Regions from separate parts of the Pan troglodytes genome. Here region 2 is linked to region 1. Evidence: chromatin contacts called from public HiChIP or PLAC-seq data. All regions are on one chromosome and are shown on one strand. Each heading gives the region's core, a stretch centred on a gene start, on an enhancer-like site or on the middle of the called end of the contact. The rest is flanking DNA. Distances are from core to core; before and after follow the strand shown. Region 1 holds the start of KATNBL1 (katanin regulatory subunit B1 like 1). Region 2 holds the start of LPCAT4 (lysophosphatidylcholine acyltransferase 4).

Region 1 (6,001 bases), core at 2,820-5,319:
AGATGAGATTAAATCACTTGCCCAAGAACCCTTAGTTACTAACAGGCTTAGCGTTGTGACTTACAGTAATAGTGCCTTTCCCACTGTAACACCAAGCTGTGCATCTTAAGAGTATGCTAGTGAGCAGAGGAGATGCTAGAATGAGCATCTCATGACTCATACATAGGTGGTAGGTTTCTGGGTGACTTGCTCAAGGCAAAAAGAATTTCAGACAGTATATAAAACTGAAGGAGAGAGAGGTAGTTACAGGAAGCAAAAAAGGGAGTCCTTTCAAAATACCTTTTCTCTCATTTCTACCCTCATCATGCCCCAAGAACAAGAATGGTAAATATAATGCAGAAGTCTCCAAAGTTAAAGGGTATTAAGCTGGTAGTGAAAAAATACTTAGATGAGCAAGAAATAGTAAACACAGCATTTGAACCTGGCAAAGAAAAGTCAAATTACGCCGGGCATGGTGGCTCACGCCTGTAATCCCAGCACTTTGGGAGGCCAAGGTGGGCGGATCACCTGGGTCAGGAGTTCAAGACCAGCCTGGCCGACATGGCGAAACCTCGTCTCAACTAAAAATACAAAAATTACCCGGGCGTGGTGGTGGGTGCTTGTAATCCCAGCTACTCAGGAGGCTGAGGCAGGAGAATAGCTTGAACCCGGGAGGCGGAGGTTGTGGTGAGTCAAGATCTTGCCACCGTACTCCAGCCTGGGAGACGAGCAAGACTCCGTCTCAAAAAAAAAAAGAAAAGAAAAGTCAAATTACACCTTTCCAATTTAAAAAGTGTATGCTCCCAGTAAAAGTACCATTTGTATTAGGTTTAAGGTGTTTAATTAAAAAACATTATATTCCTAAATACATTTTCCAGAAAGCACCAAATTAACTAACATAGATCAACAAATATAATGATTGATAAAACATCAACATAATACTGACTAGTGTAATGTTATGATGCATCTTGTTACTAGACAATACTTTTTTTTTTTTTTTCCCTGAGACAGGGTCTTGCTTTGTCACCCAGGCTGGAGTGCAGTGATATGATCATGGCTCACTGCAGCCTCCAACTTCTGGACTCAAGGAATCCTCTACCTCAGCCTCCCAAGCAGCTGTGACTACAGGCGCATGCCACTACACCTGCCTAATTTTATTTTATTTTATTTTTGAGATGGAGTCTCACTCTGTCACCCAGGCTGGAAGGCAGTGGTGCGATCTCAGCTCACTGCAACCTCTGCCTCTTGGGTTCAACCGATTCTCCTGCCTCAGCCTCCCAAGTAGCTGGAACTACAGGCGTGTGCCACCACGCCCAGCTAATTTTTTGTATTTTAAGTAGAGACAGGGTTTCATCGTGTTAGCCAGGATGGTCTCGATCTCCTGACCTTGTGATCCACCTGCCTCAGTCTCCCAAAGTGCTAGGATTACAGGCATGACCCACTGGCCCTAATTTTAAAATGTTTTGTAGAGATGGAGTCTTGGTATGTTGCCCAGGCTGGTCTCAAACTTCTGGGCTCAAGCTTTCCTCCTACCATTGGCCTCCCAAAGTGCTGGGATTACAGGTGTGAGCCACACCGGTCTGTGGCTGCACTGAAGTGCAGTGGCACAATCTCGGCTCACTGTAGCCTTGACCTCTTGGGCTTAAGCGATCTTCCCACCCCAGCCTCCCAAGTAGCTGGGACTACAGACACATGCCACCATGCCTGGCAAAATATTTTAAATTTTTTGTAGAGATATGGTCTCGCTATGTTGCCTAGGCTGCTCTCGAACTCCTGGCTTCCAGAGATCCTCCTGTCTTGGCCTCCCAAAGTGTTGGGATTACCAACCCTGCCTAGCCCCACCATCCACCCTTCTATTCAGTGCCCTACATAAATCCTGCAATTGTTAGTTTTTTGCAGAAGCTTTACCCAGTTCAGTTCTGCATTCATCCACTGTACTAATGAAGAGTTTCATATATATTTTTTGTTGTTAATCTCATAACCCAAACTAGATTAATCTCCCTAAGGCTGGCTGTCCTGGCACATTTTTTATTTTATTTTTATTATTTTTTATTTCAATAGGTTTTTGGGGAACAAGTGGTGTTTGGTGACATGAATCAGTTCTTCAGGGGTGATTTCCGAGATTCTGGTGCACCCATTACCTGAGCAGTGAACACTGTATCCAATGTGTAGTCTTCTATCCTTCATCCCCCTCCCACTCTCTTTCTACCAAGTCCCCAAAGTCCATAGTGTCATTCTTGAGGCACATTTCTTTCGTATAGCCAATTGGGTCTACCACCCTGTTGGGCATACAGGCAATCGAAAGCTTTGTAACTGATGAATGACATTTAAAAGCTCTGCTATAGATAAGTATAAACTGCTGATTTCTTACTAAGTGATTTTGCTTTTGAAATTTATTCCTTGTCAAGGAGGTATTAGTTTAAGTATAACCATTTCAAGTACAGAATAACCACTCAATAAGTTTTAGGGATGAAAACATTTAACATGTAATTTTTTATTTTAAAGTAATACATAAGTTGCTAAGACTAACACTTTCAAAACTTTCAGGAAAGGATATAAAGGAATTCAAAACATAAATTATAACACACATAAAGCTTATGAACTCCATTTATCTTAAAATAGTCAATGGATTTTTTGCTCAGGCACAAACCTTAAGTATAATCATCAAGAGCAGAAAACTTGAATGAATGGTGTGTGAATGAATGTATGTGTACACAAAAGCACACTCAGGTCTCCGAAGTTGAAGTAAATGAAATCAAAGGGCTTTGTAAACTAAAAAGAGCCACAGATAAAGGAGGTAGTAGAGCAGCAGAGTTAAAAGCGTGGAGCCAGCCTGCTCGGGTGTTAATTATATTAGCTGTGTAACCCTGTACGGTACAAAAGTTACAATACTAAAATTTCCTGTGCCTTAGTTTCTTCACTGTCAAAATGGGGACAACAGTATATATCCCAAAGTAAAGCTCTTAATACGCCCAGCGCATAGAAAGCACAAAATAAATATTGCCCATCATTATGATCACACTGGCTAATATTATTATTGGCTAATATTAGTTATTAGCCAAGTAAAAGCCTCAATGGATGACGTTTCAATTCAAGTCTGAAGCTGGCTATCCAAAGAAACTCCAAAAAACCAGCAGATTTAAGCTATTAGGTGGACTAGTTTCTCATAATTCTCGCAAGTGCTGAACTGATGATTATTACACATCTAATTTCTCTTACAATTTTTTTTTAAATCAGCAAAGAAACTGACATAGGTACCTCTGTTTTCAAGGAACTTTATAAGCCACAAGAAAACAAACCAACTCTTTGTTATCTCCATACTTAAGCAATTTAAGAGCGTAGTAAAAGCCTAGATACTTTACAGAACAACTTTTCAGAAAACACAGTAAGGTTTTTAAAGTTGCAATCGACAATTCTTATGCAGTTATGTCAAGTTTTTGTCCTGCGAAACAAAAGCTCATCCGTCAGGAATCCGAGGACCCGTCGGAAAATAAGGAAATGCCTGGGCCGGGCCTAGGCGCTCTGCGGAAAACCTGTCCTCAAAACAGCTCGCCCCACACTCGTTCTGTCCTTCCCCTTCCCCAGGTGCAGCTGTCGACTCCACCCGAAGATAAATAAGTGACAACAGGTTCGGTCCACGCCTCTCCCGGCCCAGTCCCCTGGAGCCCCCCAGCGCCCGCCGCCCGACCCTCCCCGCAAGGGCCGGCAGAGGGGCTCCGCCCCGGCCTTGCCGCCCCGCCCCGGGACCCGGCAGCGCTGCCGCGAGTCCGGCCGAGCCGAGGCCGCCGCGGGGCCTGCAGGTGGGCCCAGGGCGCGGCCAAGCCCAGCTGGAGTAGCCCTGCCAGGGCAGGGCAGCTGCGGACGCGGGGCTCGCACCTGCTCGGCAGTCACTTACCGGCGCCTCATGGTACCGCGGCGCCTCAGCCCAGCCTCGGCGCTGACGACCAGCGCCCGGCAGCCTAGAGAGTCCCTCGGCTTCTGGGCCGAGTCCCACTCAGGGCCATTCAAACGCGGCCGCGCGCGCGGCCCGCCGGGATAGCTGGCGCTGTGGGCGACTCGCGGGCTCCGCCCAACGTTGGCTCCGCCCCTCTGGGGGTCGCTAAGCGCCGGAGGGGAAAAGGACCTGTGGCCACAGTGCCCCCTGGTGGCCAGAGCTTCGCACGGTAGCCTTGCTATGGCGCGAGAAGTGATACTGCGATAGGAACTGAGGGTGGGTAAAGTTCAACGAATGACCGACCGTGCGCTAGGAACAACCTAGTGTGGGAGACCGTGCCTTAGTGGTGTACCAGGAGGTGCAAACAATTTCCTATAAAGTTATGGTTCCGGGAGAGATTTATTCATTCACACCTATTTAAATACACTAAGGGTCTGGGCACAGTGGCTCACACCTGTAATCCCAGCACTTTGGGAGGCCGAAGCAGGAGGTTCACCTAAGCCCAGGAATTCAAGACCAGCCTGGACGACATGGGGACAACTACCCCCCACCCCCCACCTCCGCCCCCGTCTCTATAAAAATAAAAATGATACTAATAAACGCTCTAAGGCATAGTTTCTAAAAGCATGGATTGTGGAACTATGTGACCTTGAGCAAGTCACATAAACTCCTAGGTGCTTTGCTTTCCCCTTCTGTAAAATGAGGACAATAACAATAGTATCTGTCTCTTAGTGTTGTGAGGATTAAATGAATTAATACATATAAAATGCTTAGAGGAGTGCCCGGCATATGGTAAGCCCTTCGTGTTTGTTAGTCATCATTTTTTTAGTTCCTATTATGTGCCAAACTTTGTGCTAGACTCTTAAGAACACAAGAAATGTACATGATGCAGAACCTGTCCTCAGGAAGCTGGTTCGGTCTTGTTGGGATGGGGAACACTAAATTAGATTATGAGGTTAGGGTTGGGTCTGTAGATGATGAACTTTTAATTACTGAGGGCAGTTCTCTTCATTAGAACCAGGCTGCTCACCTTCATAGATAAGCCACCGGTCAAGGTTAGCCAAGCTGTGACAGGAGCAAGTTTGTCTATGGTGGTTCTCTCACCCCTTGCAGAAACCAACCAAGCAGTGCCTTTGATGGAAATACTTCCTCACCACAAAACTACATCCCTTGGCTTGCTTTTTCAGGCACTCATCTCGGAACTCAAGGCTTGCCTAGGGAGCAGGCTGCTTAAGTTTGGTTTAACAATCTTTTTGGAAGGCCGGCCATGTGCCAGGCAAATTGTGCCTGGTGCTGGAAATCGCCTGAAGCAGCTCTCAGTGGCTTGAAAAACAGGAAAAGAGATCATTCCAATACACTGCAGTGATAAAAGGTATCTCCTAAATGCCGTGGGAGTTCCGAGCAATGGGAGGCCTGTCAGATAAACTGATCAGAACTAAGATGTCATCAGGTTGTTATAACTTTATGTATTTTTCCTCCCTAGTAACAGAGTCCTTACTTAATCAAAAAAAAAAAAAAAAAAAGTCATGTTGAAAATTGGGGCAAGACCTTAGGGCAGTGGGAAAATAGTTTTAGGATATTTGGCATAAGCAACACCTTTGAGAGCTTTTCGATTGTACCAAGCATAAGCAAGGCACATACATGCCTATGTGTGGGGCCACATCTGTTAACAGGTGGTACTGTTGAGAGAGTCCAGCTAGGTGAGTAAAGGAAGCTGGAGCCCTAGGTTCCATGTATGTACAATAAAGAATATTTCCTGAATATGACTTCCACTACGTAGATGTGTTGTTTTAAAGAAAATAAAAATTCAACACACATGGGTGAAGTCACTTTCTCTCAAGTCATTTCTTCATCATCATGAACAGGAATTTCTTGATGACCCACTATGCAAAAGGCACTGTGCTGGCCTCTCATCAGAAGAATAGGGTAAAAAGAGTGTACTATATGATCGTTATCCTCAAGGGAGGCTAAAGAGTTAAGACAAGTAATGGAGTCCTGGAACTCAGGGAATCTGCTGTGTTAACACCGAAGAATCTCAGCTAATACAAGGCCTCCAGTTGCTGGAGGCCAGAGAAGAACCTTGATATT
Region 2 (5,929 bases), core at 1,903-4,402, 160 kb after region 1:
AGCAGAATGAGGTGAAGAAGGCTGAAGAAGGCTGTGGAGAGAGGAAAGGGAAGCCTCTTCAGGAGCACATGGAAAGTGAGAAGATGGTCTTGAGACCCTTACCCACCTGCGGCCACTTGCCTCCTGAGGTGGCCCGCCTTCGGACCTCCTCCACCACTCTGCGTCGAGAAGCCGGGTCATGCCGGGATACCAGGATGGCTTGGTTGAATCGAAGAAGGGCTGGGGTTGGGAAGGATACAAAGAGGAATCACTTCATTCCTACCCAGGGGCAGTAACATCTGCAGCCTCCACTTCCTCAACAGCATGAGAAGTTTCTGTTATCTCTTTTTTTTTTTTTTCTGTTGTTGTTGTTTGAGACAGAGTTTCGCTTTTGTTGCCCAGGCTGGAGTGCAATGGCTCGATCTCAGCTCACCGCAAACTCCACCTCCTGGGTTCAAGTGATTCTCCTGCCTCAGCCTCCCGAGTAGCTGGGATTACAAGCATGGGCCACCACGCCCGGCTAATTTTTTTTTTTTTTTTTTTTTTTACGCCCGGCTACTTTTTTTGTATTTTTAGTAGAGACAGGGTTTCTCCATGTTGGTCAGGCTGGTCTCGAACTCCCAACCTCAGGTGATCCGCCTGCCTTGGCCTCCCAACGTGCTGGGATTATAGGCGTGAGCCACCGTGCCTGGCCTGTTATCTCTTTGCCCTGGGACAATCCCTTTATAGTAGTTGTCCTTTTAGAGAACTGACCAGAACTCCCTCCAACACCTTCTCTCTGTCCCAGCCCTCAGAATCTAAGACTGACTAATGGTGTTAATTTATATTTCACTTGCCAACAGCCCCTCCCCACTTTGAGGCCAGTTCTTCACTCCAGTGTCTCCATTCCTGACTTTTTTTGCCCAGAGTTGTCACCCTGCCCTTCACCCCCTTTGAACTCTCTCACCTCCAATGACAGGAACGGAAAGGTTCTCAGCTCGGGACACAACTTTGGGCAGGTCACAGGGCAGCAGAACAATGGGGTCAAAGAAAGTGGAGTGTGGGGCAGCAACAAGGACAGGGGCTTGAAGGCGAGAGGCTCGCTGGCCACGAACGCGAATCCGGAGGAAGCCCAGCAGGAAAAACAGCAGGCGGCTCAGGCCTAGCACCCCGTTGTGGCACACAGTCCTGCCAGGGCAAGGCTGGGTATCAGCGGAAGCAGTGGTTCTAACCCTCACCCGCCCCCAGGTTCAGACACCGGGAAAGTAGGGCACCCCTCTTTTACCCTTAAATAGGATGTGACCAAGGGGTCAAGGTCTCTGGCCACTTTGGGACCTATCAGGGCACATTACTTAGAGGTGAGGTCTGGGAACCACGTCTGAGCTTGGCTGACTCATCTCATCTACCCAAGCTAGACAGAATAGTTTCAGAATGCTCTCTTTTCTTCTTCTCAAAGAGGGAGCCGAATAGACAGCAGGGAAGAGAAGTAGGGTCTCTGGGGGCTGATCCCTCACTTACTTCCTCCATCCCGTAATTGGCTCCTGAAGCTGCTCCTCACTCAGACCGGCCACTTGAAGCCAGGCAAAGGGCCAGAGGAGAAAGAGGACGATAAAGGCCAGAAGCACTCGGATGGGGGCCAGCAATGCCCCCAGGAGGCAGAACTGCAAAGGGTGGGAGAGAATGCCACTTTAGAGCTTGGATATGCTCCCTCCACAGCATCCCTCTTCCACAAAGCATAGACCCAGGAGCAGACAGCCATCATCCCTTGCATGTGACAGGTGGTGTGGGAACAGGAGAGGGGACTGGGACCCAAGGTGGGATGAAGATACCAATGAGGGCAAGAGGATAAAAGATTAATGGCATCAAGGGCCTTATTTTCCTGTCTTTCAGTTGGTCCCTACCCCATTTATAAAACCGAAAGCCATAAAAAGCATCTAGCACTTAGAGGATTTAATAAGAATGCATGCGAAAGTGCAGGGCGCTGTGCTTGATGTACAGTAGGTTAGAGATAGGTCCTCCTCCCCCACATCTTATTCCATAAATAGCTCCTATGCCCAACAGAAACCAGGTGCACAGATCTTTCCACTTTGGGCCTAGGAGGCAGAGGGTTGTAAACAGCCAGAGGTCCAGTTTTCAGACCCGAGGTCATTTTCTGACACTGCTCAACAGCAATCTTATAGTACCGGGGGATATGGGAGACAAGAGCTCGGCCCCACTCTGCAAGGGAGAGAGGCTGCCAGGAGCCAGGATGACTCCATAGGCTGCCTTGGGGAAGAAGCAGGTAAGCAAACCTAGCCCCTGGAGCCTGCCTCCGGGGAGGTGATGACAGCAGAAACCTTGGACACTCCCTCCCCACACCACCTCCCAGCTCCCCTAGGCTGGCGCGGCCCTCCACTTCCTGTAGCCAACCTCCCTCTCAGCCTCCCTGCCCCCACCGGGAGGTGCTGCAGTGCGGGGTGGAGGGGGGTTGGAGGGAGTGGGAAGAGGGAGTGTAGGAAGGGCACAGGGTCGCAGGCTCCCGGCCCAGAAACGTCTTCCCTCTAAGTCATGCCTCGGAGGAATACTCGGCACGCCCCCGCCCCCACCCCCACCCCCGGCTTCCAGTAGACTCTAACTCCATCCTAGCCATCAGGCTCTGCAGAATGTAATCCGCATTCCCCAGCGTCCTTCATCTCTCCAACCCCAGGGTCCCCTGCAGCCCTCCATCCCCACCTACTCAGTTTTTCCACATCTTCGAGCTTGTCTATCGCCCAAGCCCGCAGCGTCCTCTCCAGGACTCCTTGCCCAACCGCGGCCGCCCCCACGTGCGCACCCCCGGACTCCCGCTCCGCAAGCCTCTCAGCCATCTCCTTCTCACGGATCCCCAAGCCCACCTTTGCCAGGACTCAAATGGCCCCATTTTCCTATCCTCACGGGTCCTTCCGACGCCCGCTCCCCACACATTACCTTAACCCTCTGGAGGCGAGAGAGATGTAACTCATGCACGAAGGGGTTGGGGGATGCTGGGGGTCCGGGGGTGGGATCGAGGGGGGCCCAGTCCCCCGGACTTCCCTGGCTCATGGCGGGAGAAGGTGGGAGGGAGGGCACCCCGGCCCCGGCCACCACTCTGCAGAGCAGCTGCTGCTGCAGCAGCGGCGGCGGCGGCGCTCTGGCCCGGGCCCCGCCCGGTGCAGGCGACCGAGGGGCGGGGAGCAGGCGGCGCAGCCCAGCCCGCCCGCGTTGTCAGGGCGCCGGCCGAGGGGCGGGGCTTCCAGCGCCCTGGCGCCCCTGCTCCTCCGCGCCCGCCGCGGCGCCCGCAGCCGCTCGGGCCATTGTTCCGCGGCTGCCAGGGCTGGAGCGGGCTGCCCCTGGGCTTCTGCGCCTCCGTCGTTCCTCTCTGAAGACCTGGCCTCCGCCTCGGAGTGGGAGTGGGTCTGGGAGCTGAGCGCAGAGCTCAGAGCGCCCTCCGTCCCCGCCCGGGCGTCGAGGTCGCCCAGCAAGCGCAGATCGGGGTGAGGCTTTTGGGTTGGTAGGCAGGGAGGGACAGGTGGGCCGGATGCAGAGGCCGGCAGCTCGCGGGTGAGGCGGCGCCCCGCTCTTCCTATGGGCTCCTTGGCCCGGTCCGCGCCTCCTCGCAGGCGGACCACCTTTCCTTCCCGGTCCGTGGGGCGCCATCGCGCGGGGACTTGAGGCACTTGCGTCCTCTGGCGGCTGCATGGCGCCCCGCAACTCTCCACCTCCGCGTCCTGCCTGTGCTGGGCAGGGCCGCCTTTACTGGTGTGAGGGTTGCTTGAACCCTTGAGGCGCCAGGAATCCCTAGTACACTGACGCATGTGCTTCCCATGAGCCCGACAAGGTCTGGCAGGGGAGAGGCAGTGGTTCCTGATCTCTGTCACTCTCTGGGTGAACGCAGAGGACACAGTAGTAATTCCCCTCACCCACAAGCTCCAAGCTACCCTAGAAAACAAATTGTTTAGCCTCAGGCCATCGTTTGAGATCAGGGACCAGGGAATTAAGTGGACTCTGAGATCCATTGCCATGACAAAAGGGGTAAGAGTCTCATTGCTTGAGGAAAGAATACGCCATAAGTTCACTTTATGTCTTCTGCCCATTGCATGGCAGTTAGAGGAGCTGAAGGAAGAAAGTGAAAGAAAAAGAGACCTCTCATAACCAAGAGTGTTTGCCGCCACTGGCTTCTCCTTTAAACCAAACTCCAAATTAATCTGCTCCAGGAAATTTTCTGAGCCCAGGCTGAGAGGGTTGAAGGCTCATGCATCCTACTGAGACCAAGGAGCTGCACTGGGATGTTTTTGTATATAACACAGAGGTCCCAACACAAATACATCATTTCCACATTTTATTTTTGTATAGATAGGGTCTCGCTATATTGCCCAGGCTGGTCTCGAACTCCTAGCCTCAAGTGAGCCTCCCACCTCGGCCTTCCAAACTGTTGGGACTACAGGTAGTAAGCCGCCATGTACAACCCAAACCTTTTTTTTTTAAGCAGATGATTTCAGCTTTCTCACCAGAACCGAGAAAGTACAACTGCATGTATTAGTCTCCCTTGCCTTGCCTTTGGGGAGGAGTTGTGTGTATGTGTGTGTGTGTGTGTGTTTGTCTTTTGTTGTTGTTGTTTTGGGACGGAGTCGCGCTCTTGCTCTGTTGCCCAGGCTGGAGTGCGATGGCGTGATCTCAGCTCGCTGCAACCTCCGTCTCCCGGCTCCAAGCAATTCTCCTGCCTCAGCCTCCTGAGTAGCTAGGATTATAGGCGGGCACCACCACACCCGGCTAATTTTTGTATTTTTAGTAGAGACGGGGTTTCATCATATTGGTTAGACTGGTCTCGAACTCCTGACCTCATGATCCACTCGCCTCAGCCTCCCAAAGTGCTGGGATTACAGGCGTGAGCCGCCGCACCTGGCGGTTTTTTTTTTTTTTTCTTTTTGAGATGGAGTTTCACTTTTGTTGCCCAGGCTGGAGTGCAATGGCACAATCTCGGTTCACTGTATCCTCCGCCTCCCGGGTCAAGCGATTCTCCTGCCTCAGCCACCTGAGCAGCTGGGATTACAGGTGCCTGCCACCATGCCTGGCTAATTTTTTTTTTTGTTTTTTTTTTTTGTATTTTTAGTAGAGATGGGGTTTCACCATGTTGGCCAGGCTGGTTTCGAACTCATGACCTCAGGTGATCCACTTGCCTCTGCCAAAGTGCTGGGATTACAGGCGTGAGCCACCACGCCCAGCCTAGAAGGAGGTTTAAGGACTAAGATAATGTTCATAAGGTGGGAAACAGGGAAAGATGAGAGTGTAGGGAAGTTTAAATTTTTCCCTTGAATGTTTGATAATTTGAGTCTATAAAACAAACTGATTACATAGATTAAAGGGAAAAGAGGCCTACGCATTTTTTTTTTTTTTTTTTTTTGAGACGGAGTCTCGCTCTGTCGCTCAGGCTGGAGTGCAGTGGCACCATCTCAGCTCACTGCAACCTCCACTTCCCGGGTCACGCCATTCTCCTGCCTCAGCCTCCTGAGTAGCTGGGACTGCAGGTGCACGTCGCCATGCCTGGCTAATTTTTTTTTTTTTTTTTTGTATTTCTAGTAGAGACGGAGTTTCGCCATGTTAGGCAGGCTGGTCTTGAACTCCTGACCTCAGGTGATCCGCCCGCCTCGGCCTCCCAAAGTGCTGGGATTACAGGTGTGAGCCACTGGGTCCGGTCTCCTACAAATTTTATTTGATGCACGCATGTGTGTGGGAGTCATACAAAATATAAAAACTCAAAGAAATGCCCAATGGTTGCTTTTATACCACCTTGAGGTTACAGAAAGAATGAGAGCTTGCATCTGGGCAAAACAGGTTACGGTGGCAAGACAGGTTATGGGAGGGGGAGAAGAAGAGGCCTGGCCAGCAAAGACGGTCTTGGTGAACAAATGAAATCTCACAGAGAGTAGCCTTTAGAAGGAATAGATGGTAAAGGTTTCTGTTAGACCTTTTAAGA

Evidence for each region. HiChIP or PLAC-seq counts read pairs in DNA pulled down with a chosen protein or histone mark.
Region 2: a contact with region 1 is called in an H3K4me3 HiChIP or PLAC-seq map of stem cell-derived excitatory neurons, with 2.5 times the contacts expected there. The contact joins the promoter of LPCAT4 here to the promoter of KATNBL1 in region 1. A contact is called at or near these places in 1 of 7 Hi-C or Micro-C datasets (stem cell-derived neural progenitor cells) and 1 of 1 datasets of contacts at active chromatin or transcription factors (stem cell-derived excitatory neurons).

What each region holds. Positions count from the first base shown.
Region 1 is chr16:26,132,328-26,138,328 of NHGRI_mPanTro3-v2.0_pri, forward strand. It overlaps KATNBL1 (katanin regulatory subunit B1 like 1), which reads right to left and starts at 4,070. Exons shown (of 9, transcript XM_063794676.1): 1 at 3,875-4,070.
Region 2 is chr16:26,291,979-26,297,907 of NHGRI_mPanTro3-v2.0_pri, forward strand. LPCAT4 (lysophosphatidylcholine acyltransferase 4) reads right to left here and starts at 3,153. Exons shown (of 14, transcript XM_510281.7): 1 at 2,905-3,153; 2 at 1,477-1,619; 3 at 926-1,146; 4 at 107-219. The coding sequence starts at 3,018. It overlaps LOC134808508 (a long non-coding RNA gene), which reads left to right and starts at 2,001. Exons shown (of 3, transcript XR_010151592.1): 1 at 2,001-2,239.